Regions from separate parts of the Mus musculus genome. Here region 1 is linked to region 2. Evidence: chromatin contacts called from public HiCAR-type data. All regions are on one chromosome and are shown on one strand. Each heading gives the region's core, a stretch centred on a gene start, on an enhancer-like site or on the middle of the called end of the contact. The rest is flanking DNA. Distances are from core to core; before and after follow the strand shown. Region 1 holds the start of Slc1a2 (solute carrier family 1 (glial high affinity glutamate transporter), member 2). Region 2 overlaps Pamr1 (peptidase domain containing associated with muscle regeneration 1).

The links. HiCAR-type assays count read pairs that join an accessible place to other places.
Region 1: a HiCAR-type map of astrocytes shows a contact between it and region 2, with 4 times the contacts expected there. The contact joins the promoter of Slc1a2 here to the enhancer-like site in region 2. A contact is called at or near these places in 5 of 484 Hi-C or Micro-C datasets (brain, cerebral cortex, cortical neurons and 2 more), 5 of 115 datasets of contacts at active chromatin or transcription factors (astrocytes, embryonic stem cells, neural stem cells and 2 more) and 1 of 9 other capture datasets (adipose tissue).

The regions. Positions count from the first base shown.
Region 1 is chr2:102,657,234-102,662,357 of GRCm38.p6, reverse strand. Slc1a2 (solute carrier family 1 (glial high affinity glutamate transporter), member 2) reads right to left here and starts at 3,669. Exons shown (of 11, transcript NM_001077514.4): 1 at 3,057-3,669. The coding sequence starts at 3,073. LOC115489466 (a long non-coding RNA gene) reads right to left here and starts at 3,050. Exons shown (of 2, transcript XR_003953884.1): 1 at 1-3,050.
Region 2 is chr2:102,619,700-102,624,776 of GRCm38.p6, reverse strand. The region is part of intron 6 of Pamr1 (peptidase domain containing associated with muscle regeneration 1); the gene reads right to left. Among named protein-coding and RNA genes, the nearest start is that of Slc1a2, 36 kb to the left of the region's middle. Within about 2 kb of position 3,821, at least 25 of the 459 cell types and tissues checked have an H3K27ac peak or open chromatin away from gene starts, as enhancers often do. A contact at or near this core is called in astrocytes, neural stem cells and neurosphere, where this site is marked.

The sequences.
Region 1 (5,124 bases), core at 2,420-4,919, 38 kb before region 2:
TCCTGGGAGCTGATCAGAAGATAGATTGCCAGGAGTCTCTGATGAATGTGGAGACCGGGCTATCCCTATCCCTTAAAAACATATTTCTAAAATGGTTGTCTCTTCAGCATCTGGTCACTCTACTGTGACCCAGTCAATAACAGACAAAACCCTGCCTGTCACCAGCGACTTGTAATCTCTTTCCAATTTGGGTCAGGAACCTAAAAGCCACCATCTCAGTGATTCCAGTCACACCCAGGACTCAGCAGCAACAGCAGCAGCAGCAACAACAAACAAAAGACATTCAGCTGTCAAATTGAACCTTGCTTCTATAGGAAAACACTTCTCAGAACCTGAAAACTATGAGAGCCACTGCTGAGTTTTACAAAAGCCATGCTGATGTTCCCAGTGAAACACAATCAGAAACTTCAAATAACCGGACAGTAATGCTCTGTAAGATGGCAAAGATCAAACGCAGAAGCTATGAAAGTATTCTAAAAAGGCCACTTGCTGGATATATATATATAAAGATTTCCAAAAAAGCCAACAATAGGCACCATCCAGGGCTCACACTTTCATTACTGACAACTGACATTTCCAGATGATACCCCAAAGCTATGCCAAATCCCAGAATCATCCTGGAAAGATAACATTTTGTTGTACACAGTTTTGAGCTTTCAAGTCTATTTCACTGGCTCGCTTACTTCATGCAGCTATTGAAAGAAGTGAATGTAAAAATATACAAATGAGCTTTGAAAAGAGTGCTAAAGAACTGTATCCGTTGCCTCTAATAATTCGACAAAAAAAGGAGTAATTAGCATATGCTGTTGGTGGCAACGTGAACACCAGATGAACAGTCCCCAGATCGATTGGTTTAATATACCACCCCATTACCCCAGCATCCCGGAGCTGAGCTGAGCTGAATGTCTATAAACCGAAAGCATGTAATTACATTGCTATTTCTGTATCCTTATAAGCAATGTATATTTCAGAAAAAAAAAAACAGCTTTAATATTGTTAGAAGACAAAGGCTGACAAAAGAGACCATCCTGGAGATGCTTCCTGGGTTTCTGTTACAAGGTGCATTACCCAAAGATATCAGAAGGGGCCAACAGATCTCACCAACTCAGGAGAACAATTTAGTACTAAAAGTCTCCACTGAGACAGCCTTCAGAAAGCCCTCTCCAAGGCTATTTCTGCCTCTTTATCTCGACCAGAGAGCCCAGCAGGTCCATTCTACTGAACAGAGACTCTGCAAAGGCTTCTGGGAGAAAAGAAGGGTTTCCAGAATGTTTCCAGCTGACTGATGACTGCCCCTAAATAATATATTTTTCTACATTTGTTTCCGGTTTTTAGATTTTTTTTTCCAATTCTTTCATCTCTTAAATACAAGTTCCTTTGACAATCATTTCCTAACCTTGCACAATGCACAAAGGTGGCACTAGCTGGACTAGTAATGGTTTCAGTCCTGAAAATCGCACCTGCTTTACTCTGAATGTCAAACCATTTGGCAGCCATGGATGGAGTTTGGGGGTGTTTGTTGTCCTCTCTTTTCCCCTCTGGCCACCAGAATCGACAATAAGTTGGTTGCAGCATTTGGAAGACAATATTTTTCAAAGATGTTTTCCAACTGAGACTCTAAAGGCAGAAATAATTCAGGAAGGGTCCTGTAGATAGCCTGAAATACCTTTATACCCATTCTAAGATGAAAGCCTTTAAAACCAAACACAGAAGTGTGCTGATGTTAAGTCATGTGGGCTCCTAATATGTAATTCTAGAGATATGTTTGAGCACATGATACTGCCTTCCTTGCACACAAGCACCAAAGTAGAGCACCTTTTCTGATAAGTAACCACTCCAAAGGTCCACACTGGTAAATAAGCAATGTGAAGAAATTTTATGTCAGACAAGATGCGAGGCATGTTTGGAAAGATTCGTGGGATGAGAGAAATAGATGAATAGGTTCTTTCTCTTGGATGAAGATGGGCAGATTTAGACGTATTTTCTTTGTCTGAGGTTGGAATCTCGATGTCTGGCTTTAAACACCATCTTTCCACTCACCACCCACCACCTCACCGAAAGTTGGCGGAGTTTGATTTCTATTAAACATGCCCCCAGAAAATGCCAGAACCAAGGACTCGAGTATACAGTCCCGAGAAGACCCTCATACTTGCTTTTGAGGTCACATGTAGGTTCACCGATCTCTCCAAAGCAGCTAGTGCCATTTGTGAAGTAGCCCAAAAGCTGGGGTCCCTAGTTATTATTTTTATTCTGTTCTAGGCTCCGGGAAGCCTGAGAAGTGCATTTGGGAGACAGGACCAGGATACCTTGGAATGAGTATTCAAGGGACTTGTGCATCCCCCATACTCTCCCCTTGCTAAATACAGTTGTCCTACCACAGAAATGATCATCATGCCAACTGCAGCCTCAAGAGGCGAGGGGCGCCTCCAAGGCCACAGGCAAAATAAAAATGCCAGTGATAGTCCAGATAGTTTGGAAACTCTTGCTCCAAGCTACAGGTTTCCTTCCCTCCTCTCGGGAAGCACCCAAATCTCTTCCACTCTTCCTTGCAGCTCGCCAGGGAAATTCTAATATCCAAAGGCAAAGACCTCTTGGGCTGGGGTCTTGCCATCATCACCCCACACACACACACACACACACACACACACACACACACACACACACCCGTGCGCGCCCAAAGCTAGCATTCAAGGCTGTGCGCTTCTCTTCGCCCCGCCCCGGCTCTGATCCTGGCTCATTCATTCCAACTGGTCCCCTCCTTGCAGCCCAGGCAGTGTTTCCTGCAGGCTCCGTGGACAATTCTTTATTGTCTTTAAATCTCTGAAGTAACCTCCACGGTTTCTTTTCACACTTTTTCACCCCTTTCCGTTAAATCCTCCCGGTCCTCAAAAGACAGCTAGTCTACCAAAGAAACCAGACCCCTTTCCCACCACCTCCAGCGCTCTGCTAGGGTTTCAGGGGTCCAGGGTCACAGTTCTCTGTCCCCATCTGGGATAGGGCAGCACCACCCCGCGCGCGGCTCCCTCTTCCCCATGGGCACCCAGAAAAGCTCTCACCCCTCTGTTGATGCCATGGCGTGGGGAACGCCCCCTCCTCCCGGGCACGGTCTGGAGACGGTGGCGGCGAGCTGGGTGAGCCCGGAGTGCGGCGGAGAGCGGTATTTAACGGGCAGCCTCTCTCCGCCCTCGCACCCCCCTCCTGGGTAAGCCCTTTAGCGCCTCGGCGCGCGCGGGAGGCTGCTGCGGGCGCTAATCCACGTCCCGGCTTTCCACCGCGCGCGGTCCCGTGAGCGGCTCGCGGCCAGCGCTCCGAGGGGCGCTGCGGGGATCCTGCACCGGCTGCTGCGAGGTCGCGCTGGCCGCAGGGCTGCAGGAACACACTCCCCGCTTCCCAGCAGCCACCTGTGTGTGTGCGTGTCTGTGTGCTTCGCCGCGGGGCAGACCGGTACCAGGAGTGGCCGGCACCGAGCGGGATGGGGAAGACCGGGAGTGCGAGTGCGGGGGAGTGTGTGCGTGCGTGCGCGTGTGCTGGTGTGTGCGCGCCGGGGGAGGCGGTAGAGGCCGCTGCGCCCTGGCTCGGCGCCGGCCGAAGAGGGATTGCAAGGTTTAGCCCAGCCGGAGCTGGGGATTTGCAGGCGATCCCTCTCTATTTTTGTCCAGAGCTGACATCACCCGCGCCGCAGCCTGGGGCGACTTCTTTAACTGTCGCCCCTGCCCCCCATCTTTAGACGTTGTCCCTTTTCTGTTGTCCCTCCCCCACCAGCCTCCAGTCATAAATTAGAAAAAAAAAAAAAAAAAAAAAAAGGCACCGCCGGTAGTCCGGGAAGGCTTTGGAAAGCCAGTGGCAGGATCCCAGGGTCTAAGGAGTCGCTATTGTTTCCTCTCGAGTCTGAGTGGCCCTGGGTCACCCTGTGCTGGGCCAAGCGCTGAGACCCGGGATGCCCCTCCGTCCCCAATCCTTGGAGAAGCCTTGGCACTCCCCATCACTCCCTGGACATCTGCTCGGGCTCACATCACACAGGCCGGCACACCCACCCACATCCTACCACTTCTGAGAGTAGAAGTCCCACTGAATCTGAGCTGCAGAAACACTCAGGTGACCGGAAGGAAACGCGACCCAGCTGCGGGTCCTTCTTTACCCGGGCCCGAATAAATCCCGGACATTCAATCATTCGTCTAGATTAATATTAATGTGGTTCCCCGAGGGCGAGCAGGGTGTGAGGGATGCCATAATTTCTCTCTCTCTCTCTCCCTCTCTCTCTCTCTCTCTCTCTCTCTCTCTCTCTCTCTCTCTCTCTCTCACACACACACACACACACACACACACACACACACACACACACACACGCCAGGGCCAAGGGCTGGAGACGCATCTCCTTCACCCACCCAGGGCTCAGTTCTCAGCAGGCCTCTGAGCGTGGGGGGAGGCGTGCAAAGACAGATGGGCTTCTGCCTTCTGCGAGGGAGAGTCCAAGCCTCCTGCCCAGCTTTGCATAATAATGACAAGTTCTGCTCAGCTTTTATTATCTCGAGGACTGGGACACACCAGACACCTACAGGTCCTCCACCTGCTGACCCCGTGGCCACCTAAAAGGCAAAACCTTCTTTTCCTCTGCTGGACATTGGGACTCAAACCTATCACCTCTGCAGGGCCCAGATAAGAATTAAACAGACTCTACTGAGAGGTTTAAAAGTGTAAACAAAGATGTCAAAAGGTGTGAGCAGGTCACTTGGGACCTGCTAGGCTCCTCTGAGCAGCATCTCAGAACTCCAGCATTCTAGTTTCTTTTCTCCTTCTTTTCCCCTCCAGGATTCTAGCCCAGAGGCTTTCTCATCCATGCTCCACATCTTCGCTTCTTTGCATGCGTGGCAAACTGGAGGGGTCACCTTCGTTCTCAATAAGTAACTGAATGAACTGCATTCAAAACCTGTTCTGTTAAACCAGCTGTGGTGCTGTATGCTTGGAATGCCGGTGCCTAGCAGGCTGGGGTAGGATGTTCTCATGTTTGAGACAGGTGTGGGCTACAGAGTAAGCTCATGCTTCAGAAACCAAAAGAAGAAAAAGAAAGTTCCGTTAACTTTAGGGGATCTTTGGAGGGTTGTTTCCTGGGCAAAGGAAGACTAG
Region 2 (5,077 bases), core at 2,572-5,071:
TTATGCTTGGATGGCACACACTGCTATTGATTCATCTGGCAGCAATTTGGACACTGAGGCTTAATTGGCTATTTGATCTTAATCAGTATTGTCTTGGGCCTCTGGGACACTGTGTCTTTCAAACAGCACTTTCCGGTACTTGGATGGCCTATTTAAAACTGCCCATGTCCAAGAGACAGTCAACATTGACAAATTTTCAGAAAGTCTTAGTTGTTTAATTTCTTGTCCCAAGTCAACCTGTGATAGAGTAAGTGGGCCACTTACATGATCTGAGAAGCAATAGACCTGTTGCTCTATCTGCTTGGCAGAAATAGTCTTTCTTAATTTTCCCCAAATTTTAGGGACTTTTTTGAGTCATGGTCAAGATGGATATAGAACTGGGAGGATAGCTCAGTAAATAAGATGTTTGCTATGCAAGTGTGACGACCTGAGTTCGAGCCCCAGAACACACATAGAAAAGGTATGTTGCACATGCTTGTAATTAGAGCACCAGGGAGAAAGGGATTCGAGGAACCCTGGGGTTTTCCAATTAGTAACCCCAGGCAAACTGACAAAGCCAATGGAAGACACTCTCTGAACAACAAGCTAGCACCTGGGAAGATACCTACAGTTGACCTCTGACCTCCACATGTACATCTGGACATATCATATGTGCACAGACACACACACACAGACACAGACACACACACAGACACACACACACACAGACACACACACACAGACACACACACACACACACACACACACACACACACACAGATAGTAACTCTAAACTACTGGGTGAAGTATCTCCCAGTGATTAGCAGAGTCAACTCTTCGAAATATAGAAAATTTCACTATGAACATCCCTGGACAATTCTGCTGCTTAGCCTTGAGTGTGATGAGAGTTACTTTGCAAAAGGGTCCTGAGGTGCCAAGTACATTCAGTCCTTGAAGATTCTATCCAGTGTCTGACATATAAGAGGCATTCTGTACCCGGTGTCTTATATTAGCACTGGGGAATCTGAAGTGGGAAGATCTTGAGTTCAAGGCCAGCCTGGGCTCTCAGTGAGACTCTCGTTGATTAATCCTCATCACCATTACCACAGTTCTTGTTAGTGAAAGTCCTTACCAGGAAATCTACCACATGTGACCCTTTCCTCTGTACTAGGAAAGCTCTCAGGTTAAGAGTGTTGTATGGCTTTGTCAAAAGGAGGAGACACTGCACATCATATACCTCTATTTTCCCCAGTATCTAGTTTAATAGGTATCCAAAAACATTTATAATCTGTAAAGTGACGATGATTCAAGTAGCCATTGTGCTGTAATGTTGATAAAACTGAGTGAATAAAATGACGTGAAGCCCAGAGACTGGGATATATTAAGAATAGACAAGCTGAATATAGAATTGCTCACCTCTATAATCCTGGTACTTGGAAACCCAAAGCAGGACTTCTGAGAGTTATACATCAGCCTGGGATATACAATGAGTTCTAAGGCCAGCCTGGATTACAAAGTGAAATCTATCTTTTAAAAAAAGGAATTTTAAAATGTATAGGAAAACTGGGGTACTGGGGAGTTGAGGAGCTATCTCAGCCAGTTAAAGTGCCTGTCACACAGGCATACAGACCTAAGTTTGGATCCTCAGCACCCACTTACCATCTGAATATGGTAATGCACTTTGTAAACTCAGTACTTAGTGGGTGGAGACAGGCAGATCCTCAAAAGTTCACTGGCTAGTCAATCTATTCAGGCAGTGAGCTATTTCCATGACAGACCCTGTCTCAAAAATATAAAGTGGAGAGGGACTGAGAAAGACACCAGATGTTGACTTCTGGACTCCACAGGCATATTCATATGAGAACCCATGCATATACCACATGAGCATACATGCACACACATACACAAACACACTCATATAGAGAATAGAAGAGGTAGGTACAGTGCTGCATGCCTGGAATCTTAGATCTTGAAGGTTGAAGCAGGAGGACTGCAAGTTTGAGGTCAGCCCGGGTGACATAGTGAGACCCTATCTCAAGGAAAACTGTTGTTTTAGTACATGGATACCAACAAGAATACCTTGGAATTTTCAACGATGATGCTTTTACCTTTTGAAGTTGGTGAGGATCAAACAAAGAATGTTCTCAAAGGCAGGCCTTTAAGAAGGAGTTTTGTGGTCTATGTCTAGGGATGGAGTTCATCTGGGGCTGTGGTTGCAGAAATATTTGTCTCCATTTCAGGTTAATTCTTTGGTGTCCCTGCTCTCTGTAGGCACGCAGCCCATACCAGCTCTAATGGATTGTCTTTTAAACCAGGACCTGTATAAACTCTGCTCCTGAATTAAGTCCTACTCAGGGACCTCAGCTGCCAAAGCAAAAGCCAAAAGGGCCAGGATAAGGGACAGGCAGATGGACAGAGAGCCTGAGCAACCATACAGCAGATGGCCCGTCCCACATGGTCTGCTCCATTCCACATTTGTGGGAGCAGTTCGGCTACTGAGTAATTACTATGCCGTCACCTGTTTCTCTGGGATTTGGACACTGTTTGCTAACCTCTGACTAACAAACCACTCGCCCCATCACATGAACTCTCTAGAACTTTACCCTACATGAAATAAGAGACAGAGGAAGGAAGAAAGGGGCTACAGAGTAGATAGACATAACCAATGAATGATCAACAATCTATTTATGCATGTATAGAAATATCATGTAGTAGTCCATTAATTATATATTGGAGAAGAGAAGGGAGGGAAAACTGTGGCCAGGATGTATTAAATGAAAGAAGAATCTATTTTCAATAAAAAAGTTTAAAAATCTTTTAGATATATAGGCAAGAAGAATGTGATTTAAAAACAAAATGATGTTAGATTACTATAAAATGGAAAAAGGAAAGGTCTAAAGTACAGCCCATCTTCCCTTTATGTACCTAATCTTAGTAAGACCCTATCCTAATGTATCATTTACATTACTGTCATCACTCGTCATTATAAATAATGTGGAATATTTTCGTGATTCATTCACGTAACTTTATCATAAATTTTAAATGGCATTTTGGTTAAAAGGTGTTAATAATCATAATTTGGAAACAATTGCTCCTAACACTCAAATCTGTCTTACATGAATCACTAAGCTTCATCCCCACAATAACCTAGCACTATTTTTTTAGAGTTTCTAACTGGGAAAATGGAGGCTCATATATGTTAAATTACTCATTCAAGGCTGGGAAATGCAGACTCACAGTCTATCCAAAGTCATTCACCTTAGACCTTCACCCTGGTGAGCACCATCTCCCATTAGACAAAGATGTATCTAGTTCCCATATGTTCAGAATAAGAGAAGTCTTTGGAATTGAAAAAAAAAGGTAGTGAGTGATTCCATTTTTAAGTTGCCCCACCTGCCCATCTCTGGATGGATTATATCAATCCCACCACATCCATTTACCCATCTATGATGGAAGACATGGCTGTTGCCTTTGCCCACCTATGATGGGACACAGCTGCTGCCCACTAGGGGTCTCCTACATTCTCTTTGCGTCAGCATCCTTGTTTCCATGGACCCTCCCAAAGTTCCCAATGGCTCATTCTGATGAGAAACTCGGGCCGCTGCTTTGAAGCTCAGGAATAAAGTGGGCCTCTCATCCTGCTCTTTCTCCCTGGTCCTTGGGACAGACCAGTGGGAAATCTTCTGAGACTCCAAAAACCCCAATGAGTTCAGATTCACCGTTTTACTTTAATTGGGGAGGACCGATTCGTTTTGTTCCAAGGAACGTCAGAGCTTGCAGTGTGAACATTGTGACTGAAAGATTTAGCCCATTTCATCGGACTTCATTAGGATGCAGGGGGAGAGCTCAGCTCTGTCAACTGGGCCAGAGGAACAAAGGCAACATGGAAATTGGAGCAGGCGATGAATCTCTCACTCTTTACTCTTTCAAAACAAGATTCGGACCATTTACTAGAAGACTTACTTTGTCCTTGTGCTCTATACAATGAAACAGGAACCCTCAGAGGAAAGAAAGGGCCTTGGTTTCTCACACGGTGGCCCGGGGATCCTGGAGGTCGCTGAGGGTTGGCAGGAGGCTAGCTGGGCCTGAAGGCTAAGGAGGGGCCATTTCCCCTAGTTAAGTTTCTGAGAAGGTCACTGGAGAGTAGGGGAAAGATTGCCATCTTGGGGAAAGATTTAAGGAAGGTGAGGCTAGGAGGATAAACACCTACAGGCTGTTCTATCAGGGGCTTTGGCATCCTCCTGACCACTGAAATGAAGTCAAACCTCATGAATCTAATCAGGAACTCTCTCCTCAGACGGATGGGTTCCTCTGAATAGGAATCCATTTCCAGTCTGACAAATACAGGTCCCGGATCTTACTTTGAAGAGCAGTTGGTCGCACTAGGGCTCATTCTGCAGACTTAATGCAACGGTGGTGAAGGCCCATTAAGGGTAAACTATTTACTTATGGCCAAGGCGATGAAACATCAGGTTGGATGGAGCCCCAACATTTCAAGCTACCCTGAGTATAAAAGAATTAACACTGATGGATTGGTTAATCACCTGGCTAAGGATCGTCTTTCTGGAAGGTGGTACCTCTCCTAGAGGCATACTTACTTTAAACCATGCTAAGGCAATAGACAGAACAATTGCCCCTTTAACGATTGTCTATACTTTTCCTTCCCAGAATCCCTGCCCCCTAACATACTCTAATGTTAAAGAGCACACAGTCTGCCTGCTTTTCTGAATCACTCACAAAGCCTAACCTTTCCTACATGATGGCTTAAATCAAACAGTATAGCTTCTTTTCTTTTTTTCTTTCCTTTCCTTTCCTTTCCTTTCCTTTCCTTTTCTCTTTTCCTTCTTTTCCTTTCTTTCTTTCTTTCTTTCTTTCTTTCTTTCTTTCTTTCTTTTTTTTTTTAATTTCTCTTCTCCATTCTCCTCCTCTGGACAGCTGCTGAGAGTTACAGCTTGACTGATCTGGAATTTTGTTTCTTTTAAACTCTAATAAAATGTCCTCTTTAAATAAATATTGGCTTTGCTTGACTTTCAAAGTTTTCCTAAATTTTAATTCTTTAATCAGCAGAAAAAAAGGAGCCCATTCCTACAACCCTAGA